Linked DNA regions of Delphinus delphis: region 2 is linked to region 1. The links are chromatin contacts, called in public Hi-C maps. All regions are on one chromosome and are shown on one strand. The core of a region is the stretch at or near the end of the contact, and the rest is flanking DNA. Distances in the headings are between cores, read along the strand shown. Region 1 holds the start of PCBP1 (poly(rC) binding protein 1). Region 2 holds the start of SNRNP27 (small nuclear ribonucleoprotein U4/U6.U5 subunit 27).

Region 1 (5,211 bases), core at 80-2,579:
AATGGGGGGGCGGCCGCGTTCTAGAGCTTTCGGCCCGACTCGTTAGCGACGAATATAGGCCACGTGTCGCCATTTTGTGTTCAGGAAACATGGCGGCCACCCCCACGGGGAAGAAAGGGGGGGAGGGAAGGACCGCCACGTTAGCCGCTTTCCCTGAAGGATCCTAAAGCACCCCGTGCACTCGGCCTTTTCTGTCTGGCTCAGCCGAAGGAAAGGAGAAGGGGCAGAAATCACAACTGGCGCCCCAAGAGCCCCAGAGACCTTTCTTTACCGGGAGGAACGCGCGGCTCCACACACGGCAAGAAAGGCCCTCCAAGATGGCGGGCCCTGTTGGGGGCCGCCCCCGGAGAGCGTGGGCGCCGTGGCTGCACCGAGCGGGGAAAGGGCCGAAAAGCAGCAGCGGGAGAGTAACTCGCGCAGGGAAAACCGCAGGAGCTCCCCAGAGCAGGGGTAAATGCGGTCCCCCAAAATGCACGCCATTGTGTTAAATGTCTGACGAGGCGGCAGCGACTAAAACGACACCGCGCAGGAGGTGGGGGTTCTGCAGGTTTAACGAAAGAGTTGCAAAATGCAGACAAAGCATTATGTAAATGGACGCCATTCTCTTTATGGCCATGTTTCTAGCACTTCCCAGAAACCATGAGCAGAGCCGTGACTTTGACAGCGGCGCGTGGTGGGTTTTGGTCTTTCTCCCAACCGACCACCGCCACGGGGCCGAGGCGGGGGTGGGGGCTGGCGTGGGGCGCCCCGACGCCGAACATGAAGGGGCCCCACGTGCCCGCCCGGGCGGGCGCCCGCCCCGCAAGCCTCGCCTCGCCGCCCCTCCCCCCCGGAAGACCGCGGCAGCCCCTCCCGTCCTCCCCACACCCTCACGCACGCGCTCTGGCCGCCTCGAGCGCATGTTTTAAATCCGCGGCGTCCTAGCATCCGCCTGCAGTTATCGCCGGGGCTGCCCGTGTCGCTCCGCGCTTAAACCGCTTTTGTAGGGCGGGAAAATAATGTGTCGCCTCCGCGCAGAACACTACCGTTTCCAAACATCTGCCGGCGCCTCTGGGGTTAATAAAATACATGTTCGTTTTAAAACTTTGCCGGACTCACAGTTTCTGCCTACCGGGGCTTTCTTTTCAATGCTAGGCTGTTAAAAGTGTATTTTAAAAACTACTCTATGGGGGTTGGCGCAATCTTGTGACCTAAAAAGGATGGGTCCTCATTTTTTTTCAAGGGGTCCTGCGCAGCAAGCACTTCCGGGGTCAGAGGGTACGCGGGGTTGAAAGCGGGCTTCCCGCCCCGCCCAGACCGCCGAGGCTGCCGCCGGAGTCGCCACCGCCGCGCCCTCGCCCACCCGCCCGCCCGCCGCTCCCGGCCCCGCTCGCCCCCTCCGCCGCCGCCGCCCGCCCCTGCGACGACGCCGCGGCCTCCCGCCCTCGCCCGCTCGCTCCCGCGGCCCTCGCTCGCCTCGCGCCGGCAGTTTTGGGCCTACACCTCCCCTCCCCCAGCCAGCCACCAAAGACTTGACCACGTAACGAGCCCAACTCCCCCGAACGCCGCCCGCCGCTCGCCATGGATGCCGGTGTGACTGAAAGTGGACTAAATGTGACTCTCACCATTCGGCTGCTTATGCACGGAAAGGAAGTAGGAAGCATCATTGGGAAGAAAGGGGAGTCGGTTAAGAGGATCCGCGAGGAGAGTGGCGCGCGGATCAACATCTCGGAGGGGAATTGCCCGGAGAGAATCATCACTCTGACCGGCCCCACCAATGCCATCTTTAAGGCCTTCGCTATGATTATCGACAAGCTGGAAGAAGATATCAACAGCTCCATGACCAACAGCACGGCGGCCAGCAGGCCCCCGGTCACCCTGAGGCTGGTGGTGCCGGCCACCCAGTGCGGCTCCCTGATTGGGAAAGGCGGGTGTAAGATCAAAGAGATCCGCGAGAGTACCGGGGCCCAGGTCCAGGTGGCGGGGGATATGCTGCCCAACTCCACCGAGCGGGCCATCACCATTGCTGGCGTGCCGCAGTCTGTCACCGAGTGTGTCAAGCAGATCTGCCTGGTCATGCTGGAGACGCTCTCCCAGTCTCCGCAAGGGAGAGTCATGACCATTCCGTACCAGCCCATGCCGGCCAGCTCTCCAGTGATCTGCGCGGGCGGTCAAGATCGGTGCAGCGACGCTGCTGGCTACCCTCACGCCACCCATGACCTGGAGGGACCACCTCTAGATGCCTACTCGATTCAAGGACAACACACCATTTCTCCGCTCGATCTGGCCAAGCTGAACCAGGTGGCAAGACAACAGTCTCACTTTGCCATGATGCACGGCGGGACCGGATTCGCCGGAATTGACTCCAGCTCTCCAGAGGTGAAAGGCTATTGGGCAAGTTTGGATGCATCTACTCAAACTACCCATGAACTCACCATTCCAAATAACTTAATTGGCTGCATAATCGGGCGCCAAGGCGCCAACATTAATGAGATCCGCCAGATGTCCGGGGCCCAGATCAAAATTGCTAACCCAGTGGAAGGCTCTTCTGGTAGGCAGGTTACTATCACTGGTTCTGCTGCCAGTATTAGTCTGGCCCAATATCTAATCAATGCCAGGCTTTCCTCTGAGAAGGGCATGGGGTGCAGCTAGAACAGTGTAGGTTCCCTCATAACCCCTTTCTGCTGTTTTCCCATGATCCAACTGTGTAATTTCTGGTCAGTGATTCCAGGTTTTAAATAATTTGTAAGTGTTCGGTTTCTACACAACTTTATCATCCGCTAAGAATTTAAAAATCACATTCTCTGTTCAGCTGTTAATGCTGGGATCCATATTTAGTTTTATAAGCTTTTCCCTGTTTTTAGTTTTGGGTTTTTGGGTCATGAATTTTATTTCTGTTTGTCGATAAGAAATGTAAGAGTGGAATGTTAATAAATTTCAGTTTAGTTCTGTAATGTCAAGAATTTAAAAATTAAAAAGTGGATTGGTTAAAAAATGCTTCATATTTGAAAAAGCTGGGAACTACTATCTTAAACTCTTTGTTGGTGCATTTCTTTTCTTCCCTTCTAGTGTTAGGCTTTTGTAGGGAGAAGGGTGGGCCCGTCCCTGGTATTTTCTCCAGCCCTTTTCACCTTACTGGTAAGATTCCATTCCCTTTCCATCCCAACAAAGGAACACGGCAGGCTGGGCCTGCTTTGGGACGTTTGCAGAGACTGTGGGGGTCTCTTGGAGAGTGACATCCCTCTAGCCAGGTTCCAGAGAGAGGCCTCTGCCCATTTCTCTGGTAGAAAACATAAGGGGTTTCTCAGATGGGAAAAGTATGCCCACTCGGTAGGACCTCTGATGAATGGCAGTGTGTCCTCTAGTCCCACCCGCCCCGCCCTCAATCTCACGTGCAAAACTCTTAGCCAGGAACAAAAAACGTTCTGAGGTGGGAGGAGCCTGGGGGACCCAGAGAAGAGGTGGGGGAGGGAAGGGCTGGGCTGGGGGGGAAGGGAGGGGCTGAGGTGGGGGAAGGGGAAGGGAAAGGGGCTGGGTGGGTCTAAGGGCTTGGGAGAGGGTAGCTGCTACAGGGTGGTGGTAGGGATAGGGGGCTTGGTTGGGCAGCAAGACTGAATGGGGGATGGTAGCAGCGGGGCGCATGTGTCGCGCATGCACCTGTGGCAAGCGGCCTGTCAAGAGGATGTTATTACACCTGCCAAGTGGCTACCCAGAAACAAAGGAGGCCAGCTTCTAATTCTCCTGCTGTGTGCAATGTTTAGAGAAATCATTGTGCCAGGAAATAATTCTGCCTAAACGGGGCAGTCCACACAGGCAGGAATGTAGGCTGATCATTGACAACCGCCTAAGAATGACCTCAGTGTTAAAAAATGCAGATTCCTGGGTCTCACCCCAAATCTAATCAGAAGACTGCATTTTCAGCAAAACTCCAAAAGGTCCTTAGATGTGAGTGCCACTGATTCTCTTCACCAGTGGAGTAGGAAGATCTTGCTGTAAAGGCCTAGCAGCCTCATGTCAGCCAGTGGGTCTAGGCTGAAACTGATGAGAGAAGAAAATTTTTCCACCATTAGGCAAAAACACTAGAAACAGCAGATTAGGACAATAGACGATTAGGTGCCAGAGTGTGTTGTTCAAACCAGGCACTGTGGGAGATCACCAACAGCAGAAATTCCTGTGGGAGGGGAGTATTAGCCACCATAAATATTTGTTGAGGTTTCTTCTCCACAGGGCATCTGCTCTTTTTTTGGAGGTACAGACCTAGTTCCGAGGGTCCCTGGAGGTAAGATTGGTGCTTACCATGTGCTTTATACCCACTGCAGAGTCAGGCAGTTAGTCCCTGAAGGGAGCCCAAGTCCTGAAGTTAAACCTGAATTTAAATTTGAATCCTGCCACTTGGCCTTGGGCAAATTAAGTTCTGTATAAAATGGAGGTGTTGAAGTACGCATCTGGGCTTGTGAAAGAAAAAAAAAAGCATGTGTAAAACAGAACAGTGCTTATAACACAGTAAACTTCAATATACTTTAGATTGCAAAAAGCCAAAGGCCCATTTCTGCCCCCAATGTCTTCGGGCAGAGAAATATTGAAAGAAAGCAATGTGTACTAAATGATAAGCTGAGAGAAGACAGTTGTCTTGAGGAGCCAGGATAGGTAAGGGAGACACTAGTGAAGACCCAGCAATGGGTTTGATGTCTTCTGGAAATAATGAGCACAAATAAGTTTGTGTAGAGTAGAGCAGAAGGGGATAATTAGGTTGAACCCTCAAACACCACGTTGAATGGTTTGTGAGATATCCTTGAAACTTGCTGGGGGAAGTGGTTCCAATACCCTATAAAAAGTAGGCCTCAGGGCTTCCCTGGTGGAGCAGTGGTTGAGGGTCCGCCTGCCGATGCAGGGGACACGGGTTCGTGCCCTGGTCTGGGAAGATCCCACATGCCGCGGAGCGGCTGGGCCTGCGCGTCCGGATCCTGTGCTCTGCAACAGGAGAGGCCACAACAGTGAGAGGCCTGCGTACCGCAAAAAAAAAAGTAGGCCTCAAATTTTCCTCAAACCCCATCCCCACCCCTTAAAAGGCAAAGCCGGCAATAGTATGTAAAATAATGATTTAGGCAGCAAGGATGGATAGGATAGGATGGGAAGAATGGCAACTTGGAGAGAATAAAGGCAGGAACAGCAGTTAGAAAACTACCTCAGGTAAGTAGGTTCTAATATTGGTTGGGAAGCGGTATCAATAGA
Region 2 (4,959 bases), core at 1,562-4,061, 170 kb before region 1:
TGATTTTACATAAAATAGGACTAGAAGAGGTGAAACAAAGTTTAACCAAGGCTAAAAATAGTACATTTGCCGGAATCACAGATGGTTAATGTTGATTCTTATGTAGAGTACATACATACTTTACAGCTTGCCTTTACTGAAAAATTGCTGTCTGGTTGGGGAGGGAAGTTATAAGCCCTACTCCACTCAAAACCCATTAAAATGGCCATTAGAATGAGAGAAACTCAGGTATTGAAAACAGGATTTTTCTTCCAGATACAGTGCTGGATAATCTGCATTCTGAGAGCGGGCAACTTGATCAGTAAATAAGGAAGCCCTAGCAGAATACAGTTTCTATCCCACATCTTAAAGGGGGAGGAGCCACTTAGAGACATACCACTTCTTTTCCTGCCTATGGTTAATCTCAGGGCTGTCCCTTTAGGAAACTTACTCCTTTGGTTTTTTTCTTTCTCTTCTGTACTTTGCTTTTTTTCCCTTTATACTCACACCAATATTTTAAACATGCTTAAGTTTCTCCCATCTTTGAAAAACCTTCTACATTTACCTCCACCCACTGCCATATTTTGCCCTGCATAAGCCAAACTTCTCAAGAGGGTTTTATGCAGGGAATTCCCTGGTGGTCCAGTGGTTAAGACTCTGCTTTCACTGCCTTTCACTGCCATGGACCTGGGTTCGATCCCTGGTGGCAGAGCTAAGTCGTGTGGTGCAGCCAAAAAAAAAACAAAAGGTTATACAAGTTCTCTCCACTGCAAAAGCCATTCACAACCCAACTCCACTAAAACTGAGTCAGCAAAGACTTTGTTGCTAAATCCTTTAGGTTAGATGTGGGGTTTTTTTTCCATTCCTTTTAACATTTAAAATTAACCGCTTTGTTCTCCTTAAAAACAGCAGCCTTCTCTTAAAACTTCTCTGACCTCACACTCAATGGGTTTTCCTTCTCTTTCTCTGGCTCCCCCTTAGTCTCATTTTGGGGTTCTTCCTCTAGCTGTCTCCAGGCCCTTTTCTCTCAGCCTCCCCGGGGTGGTTTCATGCACTCTCATGGCTTCAAATGAACATCTATGTTCCGACGATTCCTTTTTTTTGGAATCAAAAAATCAGCCTAGATCTCTCTTCCAAGCTCCAGATAACACATCTAGTTGGCATCTCCTTTTGGATGTTCAGAATGGCACCTCGGATTAGTATGTCCAAGATCTGAACATATATGGTCTTTACCCAAAACTTACATTATGTACCTTAGCAAATGATGCTACCATCTACCCAGTTGCACAAACCTGGATGTCATTGTTGAATCTAAAATTCTATCATTCTCTGTCTCCAAAAATCAAGTTTTTCCAGTTTTATCAATTACTTCTCAAATTCAGCCACTTTTCACCTTACCTACTGCTAACACTCTAGTACAGGCCACTGGAGTTTCCAGTCTAGATTATTGTACCATCCTCCCTAGGTGTTCTCCCCCTGTAGTCAAGTCTCCAGTTACCCAAAGTGTTCTCTGAATAAACGCAAATGTGATTCCCTCCGGTCCTCAAAGCCCTTCAAAGGCTATTGCTTTTGCCTCAGGATAACTCTACCATAGCTTACAAGGTTTCTAGTCTTGTCTGTACATTCCACTTCTTGCTGCCTAGGTGGCTGCCATACTTCTTTAGTTCTCTACTTTTAGCCTGTCTGCTCCCTTGCCTCTTGCCCTGGCATATGCAGTCTCCTTTGCCCACACAATCTCTTCCACCTGTCCACACCACAGAAATCACCCCAATTAACCTGGCTAATTTCTACTCATCCCTAAGGTCTCGTTTGGACATCATTTCCTCCTGGAAACTTTTCTTGAGAAGCTTTCCCCTCAAACCAGTTAGGTACCCACTTTATGTGCACTCATAATATCTTGTTCTGCCCCTCTCAGTGCATCTTGACACTGTATCCCTCACTGGACTGCAAGCTACTCAAGAGCAGAGTTGTTTTTTTCATTGATTAAATCCTCTGGCACATAGGTGTGCAGTAAACATTTGTGTGAATAATTGTATTAATCATGCCTTTATTTCTTTCATTTTCTGCTGTTTTGACATCTGGGGCCTTGCTGAGACTGCCCTTCCCAGGGCTAGCTAATTTCTAGAGATAGCAAAAGACTCCCCTTCTGAGTGTGCCTTTCATATGCAAACCAGCCAGGGGAAAGCCCGTACTCTCCAACCACCTCCTTTATCGAGCTCACAAGCCAAGGCATTTTTCCTCTGCTATAATGACCCCAGGGCCAGGTAACAACAGCTCTGGACAGCCCCTAAATCCCAAGGCCCGCTGTAATTATTCAAACTAGTCAGTCTTAAACCTACTTAGCCTGCTTCCCAGCCTCTGCTATTCCCTCCCACAAAACTCAATAAAAGCTCTCAACCATACTTTATTTCCCCTTTCCCCCTCTGCCTCCTGACCCACCCTAGTTCTTCCCCAGGTGGACTTAAAACTATTTGCGTATGCTGTGTTTACAATTGGTTTGGTATGAAATATTTTATGCATGTGGACAAGACAGTCGGAAAGAAAAATGGGGGGTGGGGAGGAATGAGAACTGTATTAGGGTGGTTTATATATGGCTTTTTCCAGACATTTCTATAATAACATCAGGCAACACATTTTAACGCCCACCGTGGACAAAGAAAATGGGGAAGCCACCTCGAAACGGGGGTTGAAAGAGCAGACAGGATAACTGCTCTCGGCGAAAACTCCAGACTCGGAAGAGGGGACATCGGGCCGGGGCCGCGTGACTCTGCGCAAGCGCATCACCTCCCGCCTTCCTTAGAAGCCGGAACCCTGGCGACTCGTTTCGACGCTTCCCAGGCTGCAGGGAAAGCTCAGTTCCCCGCCCTCCCGGAAGTTGTTGCATAGTCGTTTCCGGGGCGGCGTGAGGTTGGGGAGGACTCCGAATGGGTCGCAGCCGCAGCCGGTCCCCGCGAAGGGGTGAGTCCAGAAGCAGTTCTGAGGGTCTGGGGCTCGGTCGAAGACCCGTCTCCCATTTTGTTCCCAGTCCAAGGGCCGCGGAGAGGAGGGACCTTTTCTCAGGAGGAGAAGAGAGGGGGTGGATGGGGAACGAAGACCTGGGCCCTACACGTTTCAGCCCTCGGATTTGAAGGCAGTTTTTTTCCGAAGTTGGGGTTTCGCCGACCCTTTGTCGCCCTCATACAGTAACTTTTGTTGTACTTGTGGCTGGGGAATGTAGAGTCAGGCCACGGTTCCCTTCATTTCTGGGTGACCGATTGCAAGTCATTCAGCCTTCCTGCGTCCGAGTTCCCGTAATTAGACATTGGGGGTAATATTGCTTACCTTTAAAAACTGAAGTGAGAATTGATGCCACACTGCGTAACACTCAGCATGTGATACCGCCAGGTTCTTAAATGCTCAGGGTTTCCTTTCCAGTTTATAGTAGGGAAATCGATGGTTAGGAGTTTGCGTGCAGGGAGCTCACCTCGTAAGCTCACCTCGTAATGTCTTCTGGCCCATGAAGTGGGCAGTGAGAGGTAGAGAAGCCAGGACTTGGATCGGGAGATGTCAGGTAGTCCCTCGATTTTGCCCCCTCGTTAGTTTTTATCACCTTCAGCTAATCAGGGTTGATCTTAAAAGTTAAATGAGCCCTCGAGCCACAAAGGGCTATTGAGCACTTAACATGTTCTCAATCGGAATTGAGAGCTGCTGTTGAAGTCGAATACACACCGGATTTCTTTGATTTAATGCGGAAAAAAGAAAGAATAAAGTGTCCATTTTTTATAATGAGCACATGTTGAAATGCTAATAGTTTGGATATATTGGGTTAAATCTATACTGTTAAAATTAATTTCATGCGTCTTTTTTACTTTTTTAATGTGACATCTAGAAATGGCGCGCATTATATTACTGTTGGTCGGCGCAGCATCCAGTAGATGTTGGAGGTAATTTTCGGCTCTACAATTTTGTATTTATATTAGAGCGTAGGCGGTCCCGGTCCACCTCCCGAGAGAGAGAACGCAGGCGCCGAGAAAGGTCCCGGTCCCGAGAGCGAGACCGGAGAAGAAGCCGCTCTCGATCCCCGCACAGAAGACGTTCCAGGTAAGTGCAGAAAATAACCAGAAGTTTTACCACAGCTTTGTAGTCGCTGCGCTTGACTCTGTTGTTATCACTTACAAAGGCACTTATGATTTCATGAAATGAGGGGAACTTTATCCCACTTTATTCTAAACCTAACATTCGCATTGATAAAATGGGGTTGATAACATTCCACATAGTAGAGTTGCCGTGAGGAGTAAATGAGAAATAATACGTGAAAAGCACTTAGCAAGAGTAAGAAATAAGTGTTTTGTATTTTTGTCTTGCTTTTTTATTTACTTTTGGTGATAATAATTTATTCAAGTATATAATCAGGAATGTGAGGGCTTCCCTGGTGGCGCAGTAGTTGAGAGTCCGCCTGCCGATGCAGGGGACACAGGTTCGTGCCCCGGTCCGGGAAGATCCCACATGCCGCACAGCGGCTGGGTCCGTGGGCCATGGCCGCTGAGCCTGCGCGTCTGGAGCCTGTGCTCTGCAACGGGAGAGGCCACAACAGTGAGAGGCCCGCGTACCGCAAAAAAAAAAAAAAAAACAGAATGTGAGATCTTGGAAGAATCTTAGAAGTGGACTCTGGTTCTTTTTTTTTTTTTTAATAAATTTATATATTTATTTTTGGCCGCGTTTGGTCTTTGTTGCTGCATGCAGGCCTCTTATTGTGATGGCTTCTCTTGTTGCGGAGCACCGGCTCTAGGCACGCAGGTGTCAGTAGTTGTGGCTCACGGACTCTAGAGCGCAGGCTCAGTAGTTGTGGCGCACGGGCTTAGTTGCTCCATGGCATGTGGGATCTTCCTGGCCCAGGGATCGATCCCGTGTCCCCTGCATTGGCAGGCGGATTCTTAACCAATGCGCCACCAGGGAAGTCCTTGGACTCTGATTCTTAATAAGCATCAGACACATTTGTTT

The links. Hi-C and Micro-C count contacts between places; a contact is called where the count stands out from the background.
Region 2: a Hi-C map of lung shows a contact between it and region 1, with 3 times the contacts expected there. The contact joins the promoter of SNRNP27 here to the promoter of PCBP1 in region 1. A contact is called at or near these places in 2 of 3 Hi-C or Micro-C datasets (lung and muscle).

The regions. Positions count from the first base shown.
Region 1 is chr12:31,064,764-31,069,974 of mDelDel1.2, reverse strand. PCBP1 (poly(rC) binding protein 1) reads left to right here and starts at 1,329. Exons shown (of 1, transcript XM_060026428.1): 1 at 1,329-3,013. The coding sequence starts at 1,561. The coding sequence ends at 2,631. LOC132434823 (a long non-coding RNA gene) reads right to left here and starts at 807. Exons shown (of 10, transcript XR_009521429.1): 1 at 272-807.
Region 2 is chr12:31,235,331-31,240,289 of mDelDel1.2, reverse strand. SNRNP27 (small nuclear ribonucleoprotein U4/U6.U5 subunit 27) reads left to right here and starts at 2,811. Exons shown (of 6, transcript XM_060027562.1): 1 at 2,811-2,937; 2 at 3,939-4,059. The coding sequence starts at 2,904.